2 separate regions of the Mus musculus genome follow, and region 1 is linked to region 2. Evidence: chromatin contacts called from public Hi-C data. All regions are on one chromosome and are shown on one strand. Each heading gives the region's core, a stretch centred on a gene start, on an enhancer-like site or on the middle of the called end of the contact. The rest is flanking DNA. Distances are from core to core; before and after follow the strand shown.

Region 1 (7,367 bases), core at 4,709-7,208, 84 kb after region 2:
CTCTCTGCTTCCCTTCCAGAATCCCAGCTTCACAGTTACAAACTGGTTAACACACACCATGTGCCTCAAAGATAGAACTTGGTGGTTGGGGTCCTCACCAAAATAGAACCTGAGTTAAATTTGCTCTCACCCTGAATCCTAATTCTCCAACACAAATCACATCCCCCAGTTCGACCTAAGGTTGGTACCATCTCCTGAAGTTAGCTCAGATCCCACAGGTTGACGACTCAGTCCTACAGAGCTGTCTGCACTGCAGCCAACACAGAGCAGGGTCCACCTGTACATGTGAGGGAATGACCATGAGTGACCCCTTGTCTACAGCTTGCGTTCTTTCTCACACTTGCCTTTCTCAGGACTCACTTAATCTGCAAAGTTATTTAACTCAAGGGCTGGCCCCATGCTCCTGAGGTGGGCTTCCTGTTTGCTTGCACTGTGTAGAGAGCACCGTGGGTAGGCCTGGCCGGGCTGACTAGATGTTAAGCCAGGTGTGGTGGCTCACATCTGTAGCCCAGTTAGTCATGTGACTGAGGCTAGAGGGATGCTTGAACCTAGGAGTTTGGGCTAGCCTGGACAACAAAGCAAGACTATGTTGAGAAAGAGGGAGACAGAGAGAGAGGGGGGGGGGCAGGAAAGTGAGAGAAAGAGGGGGAAAGAGAAGAGGCAGGGAAGATTAGGAAAACAGCAATCATTTAAATATTTAGCAGTAGTCAATCAGAAATACGTGGTTGTAATTTACAATGGAGTTTCCTGGTCCTTAAGTCAATCTGGAAGACCACAGGAGCTCAGCTGCTGAATTAGTCATCAGAGAAGGGAAAATCAGAGCTGCAGCGAGTTACCTCTTCACACCCTCTGGGATGGCTATACTTTTTTATTTTTTTTTTAGAGAGAAGAGAAAATAAGCAGGCTTGGTGAGGATGTGGAGAAGCTGAAGCCCTTCCAACAAGGCTGGTGGGAATGTGAAACTGCAGCCACTGTGACAAAGAACCTGGCCAGCTCTCAGGAAGCTAAACATAGAATTACCATAATCCCAGCAATTCCACCCCTAGGTATGTATTAAGGAAAAGAAAACCACCACACAAAACCTTCCCCATGACAGAGAGGATCAGTTGCCGTTTGGAGAGTGTGCAGATGACTCAGATGTTGATCGCGTGATGAGTGAGCAAACTGGCACATCTACGCAATGGAATATTATTCAGCCCTGAAGAGGAGTGGGGAGGTGACTCATTGGACTGTGCTCTGACTATGACATGATGCTCTGTGAAAGCAGCAAGTCTCCTGTGGTGATGGTTCCATTTGTGTGGCTGATCCCGAAAGGCAAACCCTGAGAGACAGGAAATGGATTTTGGTTGCTAGGACAATGGAGACAGGGCTCCAATATGGGGACTGGTTGATAATAAATGAAGCTTCTTTGGAGAATGGTAGTGCTCTGGGGCCAGGCTGCAGTGACATCTCTCACACAGTGAATGCATGAGATGCTGCTGGGCTGGGCTTTTCAGACTGCGACTTTCAAGTCTCGGGGTTGCATCCCCATCCTGCATGGAGGAAGGGCTCAAGGCAACTCTTACAAAAGAAAGCATTTAATTGAGAGCTTGCTTACAGTTTTAGAGTTGATCCATGGTCACCACGGCTGGAAACAGACAGGTATGGTGCTGGAGAGCACCATGAGAGCTTTATATCCAGATTCACAACCTCAAAGCCCACCCCCAGAGACACACCTCCTCCAACAAGGCCACACCTACTCCACCTAGACCACACCTTCTCCAACTAGGCCACACCTTCTCCAACAAGGCCACACCCCCTAATTCTTCCCAACAGTACTACTTCCTGGTGACCTAACATTCAAATATATGATATGAGTCTATGAGGGCCATTTTCCTTTACATAGCCACAGAAGGTGAGAATAGAAGTATACTTGTAATCCCGGCACTCTGGAAGCTGAGGCAGGAGGATTGTTATGAGTTTGAGGCCAGCTTGGGCTACATAGTGAGAGCTAATCTAATGAGGGCAACATAGCAAAATTCTGCTTCAAAAACATAGTCAAATCACCAATAAGTAGGACAAAGTAGAACATAGGGTCGGTCAGGGGTGTGTCTCAGTGGCTCAGTGTGCTTATCATGATCAAAGCCCTTGGGAATTCCCCAGCCTTCTGAATAAACTGAATGAGTAAAAATACATTTAAACCTGCTACTATTATTCTGCTAAAGGAACATGGCAATAAGACGACTGCTCGAGACACACTGCTGTATTCATAGTCAGCGCCTCCCTCAGGACTCTGTATGGAAGAGGAGGCAGAGAGATTGTGAGGACCAGGGGACATGGAGGGCACCAAAAACCAGGGTCTTCCAGACTCAAGGGGTCTGATCGACACACGTATCAAAGAGACTGTGACAGTACAAGACCCCCACAGGTTCAAACCAGACAAAACTCCCCAGCACTGACGAGGGACGTAGGCACAACCCCTACCCATCACAAAGGAGCTACCTGCAACTGATGCCAGCTGGCAAAGGGGAAAACCAGCTTTTCCAATGGAGTCTCATGGGAACATTTACCACACTCCAGGTCAGGTCCCGTGCTCAGGAGCAGTTGGCTGACATGAAGGATTCCATGGGGTTTGTTCTTGTTTATTGTTTTGGAATTTTGGGGCTTATCTTTTGTTTGTTTTGATTTTATTCTATTTTTATTTTTGTTAGACACACACACATAGAAAGACAGAAAGAGAGAGAGAGAGACAGAGACAGACAGAGACAGAGACAGAGGGGAGAGAGAAAAAACATGAAGTGGTGTGGGCAGGGGGGAGGGGAGGGCCTGGGGGGTGGGGGAGGAGGAAAACATGATTACAGTATATTGTATTACACATTTTTAATTGAAAAATAGCATGTAAATCCTTATCTCTTGCCCTCTGTGTTTCACTTTCCTCCCAAATGCCAACTGCCCAGTCCTCTTCAGACCCCAGCGGGCCCCTCTAGCCACAGTGGAGGGAAGGAGTGTGAGGTATTCAGTCGCCTGTCTGGACAATGGAGACTGTGGACAATGGGCCTGAGTGCCCTCGTGGAATGTTGTGTCAGAGGTGCAGGCTTAGTGGAGGAAATGGCAGAGAATGCCTTGAGCCTAGCACCAGGAAACAGAGCAGGGAGGGAGAAGGTTAGTCAGAAATCCCTGAAGAGAGAGGGGCTCAGGGGGCCAGGGGCCCCTTTCCCTGAAGGAGAGGCAGCCTCTGTTTGTTCCCTGAGGTTGGGTCTGGGTCAGCTCAAGTGTTCTGGGGAATGGAGGAAAAGGGGATGCTGGCTGAGGTCTGGGAGGGTCACCATCTTCAGCATACTGCCTGATCCTGTAGTCCTGCCGAAACAAGCCTAAGAGAATCTTCCGGGAAGGGGCTAGATCTACGTGAGCTGCAATACTCATGGGGTATGGGATTCATGAGGCAGAGGGAGGACCCAAGAGTGGGTCCATGTGGAACCCATCAAGGGGCCTAATCAGATAATAAAATACTCTGTACTACAAAGTCCCTTCACGCTGCACCTGGAGTCGGACGGTCCCCACGTCTTCCAGGGGACAGTCTCTCCTGGTAGCCCAGGAACAAGCTAACAGGCTTGTCTCAATAGACGCACCAAGGGATGCCACGGTGATCTTTGGCTGCAGTGATCAACCAGAAAGTTCCGGAGAGGGAGGAGGGGAGGCCTAACAGAGCACTACCCCATGCGGGATTTGCTGGGCTGTGTCTCCCCGAGCCTGGTCTCATCAGGTGACAAGGGGTGGTACTCAGGCCAGTTCCCTAAGGCAGACTTCTCTCCCCATTTTAGTCTACACAGAGACACATGGGCGCCGAAGGGATAGATATCATTGGATCTCTGACCATCTATCTCTCTGTGCCCTGCTGTGGTCTGGTTCCTTCTAACAGCACAGGAGATGAGGGACAGGTAGTGAGGCCCCATCATCACGCAAATAGAACTTCTGTCCTAAGGAAGAAGGGTCCCTCTAGGTCAGCTCTGGAACCCAGTGTGGGCCTTGGTAGGGGGGGGGGCTGCTTTGCTTCCAGGCCTGGTCACAGAGTCAAAGGTCAAGCCGTGCTAAGGAAAGCACCAGATCTGTGTGCTTTTGCCGCGCTTATCAGTTGTGGAGAGAGGTATGCGTACTTGTGCACCCAGCTCATAGCGCTTTCATTCAAGTCAAGGCTCTCCTGGTGAGGCTACCCACAGGGACACTCTGCCCTGGAGGTCACAGACTATGTGACAAAGAACAGGGACACAAGATTCCTGGAGAAAGCTGCTGGGGAGGGGTCCTGGTCCGGACATTCTTTCTGCAGAACCGAGTCCTTTTGTCCCCTAGGGGCGTGGGGGTACCTGCCTCGGGAGACCTGGGAACTCCCAGAGGGCAGGGACCATGGAACCACAGACAGGGAATTGAGAGGATCCTGGCCAACAGCTCTCTAGATGACCTTCCCTCTGTCTCCACCTGCCCTTGCATCACTATGAGGAGGTCAGAAAGAGTCTGACCACCAGGGTTCCTCGGAATTCCCCAGTCACGAAGGCACTGTGCATTTCCCTAAAAGGCCTGGCAGAGACATCTGGGCTCAAAGACTCCAGATTACATCAAAGAGCACGGAAGCAATCTGGTCAGCATTTCCTGGTGGAAGGTACCAGCGACATTCCTGGCCTTGAGGTGGCCCGGGGAAGGAGCAGCCAGCCCCACTGAGCCCCAGCGTGGGAAAACAGCTGGAGACAGCAGGGATTAGGAATCCACCCATGCCTGGCTCACCCACCTCGGGTTTCTCACCCAGGAGACTCTAGTCTGGTGTTGTAAACAGGTTTAAGGCTTCCAGAAGTCTGTGAGCGAGGGCAAGGGTAAGGTTTCAGATCAACACTGGAGTTTGGGGTTGCCAGCTTTCCTGGTGCTGTCTTGCATGTTGGCAGTGGGTGTGGGGCTTCTGTTGTTTGGAAACATGTCTCATATGACGGAAGAAAGGATCTGAAAACTACAAACAGAAAAAAATATCAAAGTTCAAATCCAACAATCACTACTGAATGTGTGTGTGTGTGCATGTGCGTGTGTGCGTGCGTGTATGTGTGTGTGTGCGTGTGCGTGTGTGTGTGTGTGTGTGTGTGTGTGTGTGTGATAGAGAGAGAGAGAGAGAGAGAGAGAGAGAGAGAGAGAGGGAGAGACATCATGGATTGTGTGGAGTGGACTGAGGGATCAGAGAGGTTATGTCACTTGCTTGGAGCCACACAGCTAGCAGTGGGCAACTTGGCTTTGTCCCTGTGGGAAAGTGGCTGAGACAAGGTGTTCAAGTTGAAGGTCCTTCTCATTCTTCCTCTGTTCAGCGTGTTGACTGGGTGGTAGACCTGGGCCCAGAGGTGAAACCCTGTTTCCATGGTTACACACTCCTCATAGCTGGTCTGATGGAGCCGCCTCCAGGAGCTCAACATCCAGAGCTGGTGCTGCTGAGGCTGGAGGAAAGGCTGACAGGCAATGTCCACCCCCAGCTCTGTTCACAGAAGGGTCCACAGTGACTGGAGGGCCCCCAGAGTCAAGGCGACAAAATGGTTGGGGACACTGGTTTTGCAAGCAGCTGGATCCGAATTCCAACTCAGCACTGTCTCTGTGACTTTGAACAAATTCCTTACCATCTCTGAGCCTCAGTTTCCCCAACTTGTTCAAGAAGAGGGAAACCACTTTCCTTGCAGGGAAGCTACACAGAAAGCATTTGGCCCATGGTCAGAGCAGCAGGCATGCTCCCAGAGGGAGCTGCTCTGGTTCACCCCAGGCCTGGGCACACCCTTCATATGCTCCTGGTTCTGTTCTCTCCAGATATCTCTGGGGTGCTCTGGGAGGCCAGGGCTTCCTTGGGTAGGGCAACCCAGGCCAGCTTCCCCACGGAGATCAAGTTCCCAGCTACTCCATGGAGCCAGATAAACACAGGGGAGACAGCTCGGCTCCTCAGGCCGCCCACTAACTACCAGATTCCGAAGCCACGCAGCTGCGGCTGCCCACTGTGATTGTGCCTGGCTCCAGTGTCCCTGGCCCGCTGCTGCCACCCTCCTGGGACCCTGAAGCCTGAACTCGGGGTGTGGTGAAGGCGGGGCTAACCTTGGCAGCTGTTTCCCAGGCAGAACCCTGGCCTTCTGGCTTTGCCCAACCAGCCACCTCTCTCCTCTGGTAATGACATCATTGACCTGTGGGGTGGACCCAGGGCTCTAAGGACACCCCCGTACCTGTGCATCTCAGCTCTCTACTGTCATACTTTATAATGTCTACACTTTTCTGTTCTTGGTTTTTACTTTCTGGACGACTAGGTTTTCAGCATCAATGAGCAAGATGTGAAATTCTAGATCCTTAATGAGTTGATAATTTGTGTCTGGTGAACTCTTACCAGTCCTCCAAAACCCAGCTCAAAACACCCTTTCTCACCTTCCTGTGACTTGCCTCAGGCCACTCTGCACAGTTCCCTGCACACAGTCAAGTGACCTTTTAGCAGTAGGGGACAGAAGGAGACTGTAAAGTCCTTCTCTCCAGGGAGCCTTCAGCTGCTGTCCTCTAGTCTCCATTTCATCCCCCCCCCCCACCCCCCTGCCCACCTTTGAGAGCCAGGTTCAGGTGGGCTCCTCCCACAGGCAGAGAGGAAAGGCCTAGACCACCCCCAGAGCCTGAGCTGCAGATTTTAATTGGTGTTTATTTGATGCCTGCTGGTCTCCTTTCCTGGAATGTAAATTCTCTGGGGAACTTGGGAGTCTGGTGGGCCCAGAACACTAGACTAATGTGCAAATGTTAAAGCAAGGGCCTGTCCTGTGCTCTGCCTAGGTTTCCCCTGCCTTCTCTCTCTCTCTCTCTCTCTCTCTCTCTCTCTCTCTCTCTCTCCCTCTCTCCCTCTCTCCCTCTCTCCCCTCTCCCTCTCCCTCTCCCCCTCTCTCTTCCCCACTCTCTCTCTCTCTCTCTCCCCCTGTCTGTCTGTCTGTCTGTCTCTCTCTCTCTTGTCTGTGTGCCTCTCAGCAGGACCTTTCTTCTCTGCCTTGACTGTAACATGTTGGTTTTTTAGATGTTTATGTAGAGAGAAAAGCATCCAGTATGCCCATTGTTTAACAGATGTAAATCAAGCTCCAGTAACTACTAGAGTGTCAGTAGCTGTGGCGGAAACCCAGGGTGTCTCTCTCTCTCTGTAAGGAAGAAGGACCTCAACTTCTGCCCCTTTACCAAGTGGTGTTGCCGACTGTGGCATTCTGAAAACAGAGGAATGAGTTCTTCATTGTTCATTGTTGGGATGCTCTGTGGGGTGTCACAGTTCACAGATTCCATGTGTTTGACTTCTGCAATGTGATGTCCTCACGTAGCTCCCCCATCCTCCATCTTTGCCTGTCACCCTGGCACACAATGTC
Region 2 (7,599 bases), core at 4,170-6,669:
TGCTTGGTCTCTTCTGCTCTGTGATCCTAAGAGCCCAGGGACTGGGACTAACCACCTCTCTTAGAAAAATACACTCTGGAGAGTTCTGCCCAACTTTCTGTGACATAGGTGGGAAGGGAGGAGCAGGTCTGTGGCTCTTGGCAACATAGAGATCCTATGTTGGTGTGTGTGTTGTTTCATTCAACTGTGGGTGTCTTTGTGTGCAGGTCAGACGTCTATGTTAGGGTGTCTTCTTCGGTTGCTTTTCATCTTAGTTTTAGAGCTAGGGTTTCCCACTGATTACACTAGGCCAGCTAGCCAGTGGGTTCCCAGGATCTGCTTGTCTTGGCCTGTCTAGCACTGGGATTACAGGAATGTGACACTATACTTGGCTTTTTACATGGCTGTTGGGTTCCCAAACTCAGATATCCCTATGTTTGTGCAGCAAGCACATTGCCTACCAAGCCATCTTCTCCAGCCTGCGCCTTCACCCTTCTGAGACAGGGTTGCACGTAGCCTAGGCTGGCTTCAAGCTCCATATGTTGCTGAGGATGACCTTGACCTTTGGGTCACATCTGCCCCAGCCTTCCAAGTGCTAGGATTACAGATGCCAACCACTATACTCAGTTTATACAGTTCTGGGAATTGAACCCAGGGCTTTGTGTGTGCCAAGGAAGTACTCTATCTACCAAGTCCATCCTCAGCTCTCAGTAGGTTCTCTTCTGTGGGAACAAATGATCTGCCTCCTGTTCTATTGCAGCTTCTTTTTCCTGCTCAGCACCCAGGCTTCTTCTTTAGAGCTCTGCCCTTCTCTTGCTTCATTATATGCCCCCGGGGAGCATCGTCCTTTCTTCTGCCTTTGATAATGTGGACTAGGCTCCCTGTGCTACACACCCAGCTTAACTGTGATGCTTCTCATTAGATTTGCTCAGAGCTGGCCCCTGCGGTGGCCAGTGAGGCTCAAAGCTGCCAGGGACTGGCTGATCTATATCGTTTTGATTATTTGATCAAGTACACATGATGGATGTGTCCTCGGTGTCTGACGCTGCTTTAGATTCTTTGGGGTTACAGAGATGAATGACACCCCATCCTGGTCCTTATAGACTTCTAATTGGATGATGGGGGCGCTGAGATGGTGATCCGAGCAATGGGAGCCACACTTGTGGCAGTTGTCCATGGGGGTCCTGACTGTCCATTCAGAGTCAGCACTGACGGATCACTCATGCAGGTGCTTCTGGGCCAGGCTCCAGAACCTTCTGAACAAGAGTAGTTTTGTTTCAGCCCTCAGGGGCCTGAGGACCAACTCCATTCTCAAGTGGATCCTGGGCTCCATGGGCTTTATGGAGAAAGCCATCACAGCCTCTCCTTTGTGAACCAGGGATGGCAACAGATAGTTCAGAATGACCGCACAGACTTGATATTGGGAGAACTTGGGGCTGTGCAGGATGCAGCAGCACACAGGAGGTCCCCAGTGAACTACCTGCTATAACTTTCATCGTTGTCTTTTAGCATGACTGTGTAGGACAATTTACTGGTATCCCTGTTTACTGAGGTCAACACTGGTACCCAAGCGCATCTAACAACTATTTCCAGATATCCTAGTAGCCACATGCCAGATTTCAGGGCCCTGGAAGGGAAACTGAGGCCTCTTCCAGACGTGACACTGCCTTGCGACAGCTAGAGATAAATCTCAGAGATGCCAGGAACTATTTGAGTGTCTTAGAAAGGAGCCCAGTCAGGTTGTGGACTCAGGCAGTCCTGATCAGAGTGGACAGCGAGCTAATTCCAGTTCTGTCTGGTTCCACAGAAACTTCACCCTTACGGCTCTCTCCAGCAGGAGATGGGGCCAGTCACCTCCATCAGTGCCACCCAGGATAGAAGCTTTACCTCATCAGGACAGACCCTGATTGGCTGAGCAAGTCCAAGGGCAGGACTATGCTTCTGGCAACTCTGGGGCTTCCCCTATCACACAGTAACCTCATCTCAACTGGACCCAAAACAGAAGACCAAGATGGTGGGCCTAGGGTCACCTGGAGGGAGTGGTCCCAAGGGTGTGTGTGGACCTGGCAACAGGAGGAACAGTGGTATGAGGGACCCTGTGGGTTTGTGCAGACTGGTACCAGGAAGTCCTGGATGGAGAAGACGCCAAAACAGGAGGCTAAGTGGCACCTGGGCACCTTCCTGGGCACAGCAGGAAAGAGGGAGAGGGCACTCGAACGGAAGATGGTGCCTGTGACCCATTCCTGCTGGAAGACATCTCTCCTTCCCACTCCTATTTCAAATGGACACATTTACTTCCTCAGTCAGTGGGTACTGGGGGACATCTCCTTTGTGCTAGGGTGTGTGCTAGAAGATGCTGTGCTCCCATCAAGATCCCAGCCCTCCCCGTCCCAACAGGGAGAGAACACCAAATAAATCAACACTGATACACACATACACTGCAAGGGTCTGTACAGAAACATCACAGATGTCTTCAGACAGGGCATTATGTCTCCTTGCTACGTGTGGGCTATGAAGGGGAACCATACAGCTTGAGCTGGAGAGGAGCTAGCCAGCCAAGGACTTTGAAGAGAGCGTTCCAGGCAGTGGAAGAAGCTTGAGGAAAGGTGTCACAGACTCCTCCCGGTGCATATCTACAAGATCAGATTGCAGTTAGGAGGGGCCCAAGTGGCTGTGAGACTGGTTAGGGCTCCCCTTCAGGCCTCCAGGGTGAGGGGTGATGGTGGTTTGTTCTAGAGGGCGCTGCGATGGTAGGTATTGGAAGGGTAGGCTCTGGGATAAGGAGTGATGCTAGCTCACCCTTGCCTGCCCTCGTGCTCCGTTGGGTCTTGCTATCTTGGTGGCGTGAGGTTTGAGGCCTCCCTCCTAGGGATTCCTCTACTCAGACCAGAGTTGAGCTTTTGGGAATGCCCATGAGCACCGAAACAGTAAAGCTTAATTTTCCCAAGATGGGAAAGTTCATGTCTCCCCTGCTTCCAGGCTCCGTAGAGATCACCTGTATCTGCTCTACCTGTCATGCTAAGAGAAGGAAGCTAGGGCCTTGCACTCTGAGAACTCCCGTTTTTTGCTTTCTGTAGGGCTTCTAAGGAGCAGCAGCCGGTGGCCAGGACCAAGTGTAGCTCAGCAACCTTTACAGAGACAACATGAAAGGAATCTTGCCCAGGTCCAGTAATGAGAGCTGGGTCCACTCCCATGCTCTGGGCTAGGTAGCTCACCCTTTTCTAACTGTAGAGACCCAGCAGGACAGAATCTCAAGGCTGTGGATTGGAAGGACGAGGGCCATATGCTAGAGAGTATTTGTCGGGTTAGGTACTGAGCACGCAGAGGCAGAAAGCTGCAGTGATGGCTAAGGCCAGAGAAGCCCCAGACCTGAGTCTTAAGTACCTTAAGGACGATTCTTGTGCTCTTTTGAGTTTGCTAAACTACCAGAGCCACCTGAGCCCCTAAATGGTGGCCCAGGAGAGTGCATGTCCCTTATTTTCCTTCCAACTTTGGAAAAATGAGCCATGCTGAGTTATCAGTCTAACAGGGAATGGGGTGACTCTGCAGGAATCAGGCTAACACCCAGCCCAGCAAGGAAAGATTGGCTTGGTTCAAGGGTTGTGTAGCACCACACTGCCAGCCAGTGATCAGCCCACGGGGTAAATCCGAACAGCCGGGTCTGTGCAGACAGCAAACCACACTTTGATTTCACTTGATTCTCTCACCTAATGATTGATCGTGAGGTCATGAAGCCCAGGAGGACCACCTGCGTGGGAAATCAGCTATCTTGTTTCGCTTGCATCTGGGCACAGACCTCTGTCCAACAGATGGGCACAGAAGACAAGAAGAGGATCTGAACATAACACCCACCCCGGGGACGAGCCGTTCTCCCTGATCAGCAACTTCTGAGTGGAACAGATTCTCCCATCAAGCTCCCAGGCCTACTGGCTGATGGGGAAGAGGAAGGTACTCCTGGCAAGTCCTGGGCTAGCTTGCTCCATGACTGTGGTGAGCCACGGCACCATGGCCATCTTGCTTCATAAATCAATGTGACAATTAATTTGGTGTCGTGGGCCCGAGAGGATGAAATATGACCCGGTGGCCTCCGCTCTTCAGTCCATCCCAGCTGTTCAAGAGGAGGAGGAGCTCTCAGCGTGGCCTCTGAGAGTCATAATCACGGGAACCACGCCGGCCCCCTCCCTGCCACATAAATCACGCTAAGAAGCACACAACGACTTCTTTCCTGATGGGCTAATTGTCTTGGGTGGTGTCTCCGGCCCCAGGAGCGGGGAGGTCGGGAGCACAGCCACTTTATTGTTGAAAGGCCATCTGTGAGATTTGAATACAAAGTGCCTCTTTGAGTCTCCTACCCGTTCTGGGATCCCATTTCTGTGTCTCCCACTCTGAGTCCTTTGAAGCTCATCTCTCATAGAAGCCCTCATTGCCTGAGTCCTTTGGCCCTTTGGGAGCTGGAATTATACAGACCTTCTGAGAATGGTGATTCTTATTTGTACATGTCTTATTATTATTACTATTATAATAATAATTATTATTATTAATTTCCCCTCCGACTCCTGTCATCAAGACCCTTACTAATCACAGTCAACTCCAAGGCACCAAGAAGGTTCTCCACAGTACAGGCACGGGCAGCTTTGCCACGTGGATGCATTCCTTCAGTGAGAACCCTGCAGGGAGCATGCGCTTTGGAGAGGGCAGGGGGGTCCCGCCGAGCTTAGACTCCCCTAAACAGACACATCTTACGAACAAAACAGTAAAGGCTTCTGAAGCATTAGGTGACTGAACCTGTGGTGGCTCAGCTGGTGAGAGACCCAGTCCTTTGTCCTGTGTGGATGCAAAGGTGTTTTGAGGGACAGAAGGAAGAAAAGTCACCCATGAGCCTCCAGGAGAGGCAGGAGACAATGATGGCTGTCTCAGACATCTTGGTCTCTTCCACGGAGGAAGCATGCTTTGGAGACAGATTAAGTGAGGAGCGATAGTTTTCCTAAGTGGTGGCCCAGGTTGAAAACAAACAAGCAAACAAACAAAACCAGAAAAACCTATTTCCACAGGATTTGACAAAAGTCTGCCGTGAAAGGCAGAGATGCTCTCCGGCGGCGGCAAGCTCCCTGGAGGACCTTCCCCTTCTCAGTCTGGCTTTCAGCAGGATCATTGGTCACCGTCATGGGGGCACCCTGGCAGTAAAGGAATGATGACAGAGGCAGGGAAGAGTAGCTTAGGCTCGGGCCTGCTAGTCTGAGCATAGGTACAGAATATAGAGACTTAACCCAAATGCAGTGAAGAGGGCTCCCCTCTGCCAGGATCTGAGCCTGGGTTTTGCTAATCCACTGGGTTTAGACCAACAGATCTAAGTAACTGGGAACCGAAGGGATCAGATTTCAGCCCCCCTCCTCCCACTCCCTCTCCGCAGAGCATTCTTTTCCCCAGCTCCACTGCTTTTCTGGCTGCCTCCAGACCTCCTGCCCTCCCTCCCTCCACTGCTGGCCAGGCTGAGGGCAGACTGCTTTATGTTAGGACTCGGCCATCTTTCTTCTCTTTTTTTTAACTCTTAAGGAACAGAGAACAACCTGCCTCTGTGCTCTGTCTTACTTTCCTTTTGCTCCAAGCTAGTCTCTAGAAAGGCTGCCACTCCCCAGCCATTGAGTGTTGGATGATCTGCCAGACACTCCTGTGTGAGCCAGGCATGGCTTCTAACTCCTGCCCTTCGCTTTCTCTTTGACCTTCACTAGAGCCTGATGTGGTATGGTATCCCCTTAAGAATAGACTCCTGCTCTACCTAGTTTGTAGGTACTGGATCTTCAAAAGGTTAAACTTGCTGAGATCACACAGCTAATGTCTGCACACATTAGTGGGTCAACTGTTTCCTTGCAACCACAGACCATTCATTCCAGCTGAGAAGGCCTGACAGGGCTGGGTCATCAGTGCCTTGTTGAAGGGCTCTCCCGAGGTCACAGCTTGACTCTCCATGCTCTTCTGGCTCCATGGGTGGGAGTGTCCCTCCCAAAAGTTCTTGTGACTTCCCATGGGCAGGCTGTTCCTTGACACCATTGTTCACTTTCAATGTCCCTGGCGGCTGCAGTCCCTAGGGAGACCAGGGCTTAGCACCTCTTTGACACACCCTTTCTGAGGTGTGCCTCAGAGATGGCTGTCCCCGCCCACACTGTGCTTGCCAGAGGAGTGTGTTCCATGCCTATTAGCATGGTGAACCAGGCAGTAAGGTCTGCCACACCGGAAAGCCTGCAAGCTCCTTAGGGGCAAGCGGAGGCCATACCTTATTTCATGTTGCATGGCTCATAGGAGATGCTCTGTAGCGGTCAGAGGCCTGAATTCAACTGATGGGCGGGTCCCTCCTTCTATTCTATAATAGAGAAGAAGAAACAGGATCACAAAGAGGAAGTGGCTTTTTTTTGCCCAGGGCCATGAGCCCTGGGACCAGAGCTGAGGTTTGGTTCAGAGGTTTTACTCTTGCTTCAGAGGCTATGCAGATACCAGCAGGCCCACACCCGGCTTAATCTATGATGCAATCTGGCCAGGGTTAAACCCTATCTCCACGCTCATGCAGGCATCCTCAGAGGGAAGAAAACCTGATCATAACACCCTGGTTCTCTAAGTCTGAGGGTACCCCTCTCCACACACACACACACACACACACACACACACACACACACACACACACACACCTGCCTCTGAGAAAACCAGGGTAGGGATTCAGAAGCCCTGGTCTTGAGTAGTGACTTATCTAGTACTTGCTGTGTGACCTTGAACAAATCACTTCACTTTTCTGATCATCTGTTTCCTTACACACACACACACACACACGCACACACACACAAAGTGGGGGGTGGGGGGAGCTGAATACAGGTAGTCTCCAGGGTCAGGGTCACCAGAGTGCAGAATACTAGGAAATGACCATAAAGACTGGCATACAGTAGTTATACCCTTCAAAAAGCAGGAACCAACTCAGGTTCCTTATCACAGTCATTGTGCCTGGAATACCCACACCCAGACTCTTGACACTGGAATTACCGAAGATTGGGCTGGGGTCAGCAGCACCTCGTGACTCAGGGAATTGGTTAAAGGAAGAAAGAAGGCAGATGTCTTAGATTTCACAGACCAGTCCTATTGGCTCATAGCAGAAGGAATCCCAATTACAGACACCTATGTGAGAAACCCTTTCTTACCTTCCTCCCCACTCCAAGGTTCCTCATTCCGGCTGCCCTGGGAAGCAGCTCTGTTGTTTCCCCTTCCCTCTCCAGCCCTCTGCCCTCCACTGCACTGGGCTCAGCGTGCCCTGGTCTGTTGCTTGGCTTCATGCATGTTTGCGCGCAGGTGTATTCTTCAACCAGCCCTCTTGCCCGCCGAGCCTCAGGCTGGCTTTCAAGGAGAGCTGGGTCAGTCGATCTGACTGACCTCTTTCAGTTTCCAGTGTGCTCTGCAGACCCTGTCAGAGGCTGCCGGGTGGTGGCTCTCCATTACTGTTGCTATCTGTCACTCATTGCTCAGACATAGCAACTAAAGATAGATTTTTCTATTGAGGGTTCTTTCACACACTAGCACTTCCCTACTTGGGATCAGTGCCATTATTGCAAGAAAACAGTATTCTAGTGGTCTTTCTGGCTG

The links. Hi-C and Micro-C count contacts between places; a contact is called where the count stands out from the background.
Region 1: a contact with region 2 is called in a Hi-C map of nephron progenitors, with 1.8 times the contacts expected there. The contact joins two enhancer-like sites. A contact is called at or near these places in 2 of 484 Hi-C or Micro-C datasets (nephron progenitors and uterus), 7 of 115 datasets of contacts at active chromatin or transcription factors (CD8 T cells, bone marrow-derived macrophages, double positive thymocytes and 3 more) and 4 of 9 other capture datasets (adipose tissue, embryonic stem cells, liver and 1 more).

What each region holds. Positions count from the first base shown.
Region 1 is chr4:62,738,748-62,746,114 of GRCm38.p6, forward strand. No RefSeq gene overlaps it. Among named protein-coding and RNA genes, the nearest start is that of Gm11211, 15 kb to the left of the region's middle. Within about 2 kb of position 5,959, at least 74 of the 459 cell types and tissues checked have an H3K27ac peak or open chromatin away from gene starts, as enhancers often do. A contact at or near this core is called in nephron progenitors and uterus, where this site is marked.
Region 2 is chr4:62,655,317-62,662,915 of GRCm38.p6, forward strand. The region is part of intron 10 of Rgs3 (regulator of G-protein signaling 3); the gene reads left to right. It overlaps Gm52741 (a long non-coding RNA gene), which reads right to left. Exons shown (of 3, transcript XR_003955422.1): 2 at 6,251-6,337; 3 at 4,529-6,061. Among named protein-coding and RNA genes, the nearest start is that of Gm52741, 11 kb to the right of the region's middle. Within about 2 kb of position 5,420, at least 129 of the 459 cell types and tissues checked have an H3K27ac peak or open chromatin away from gene starts, as enhancers often do. A contact at or near this core is called in nephron progenitors and uterus, where this site is marked.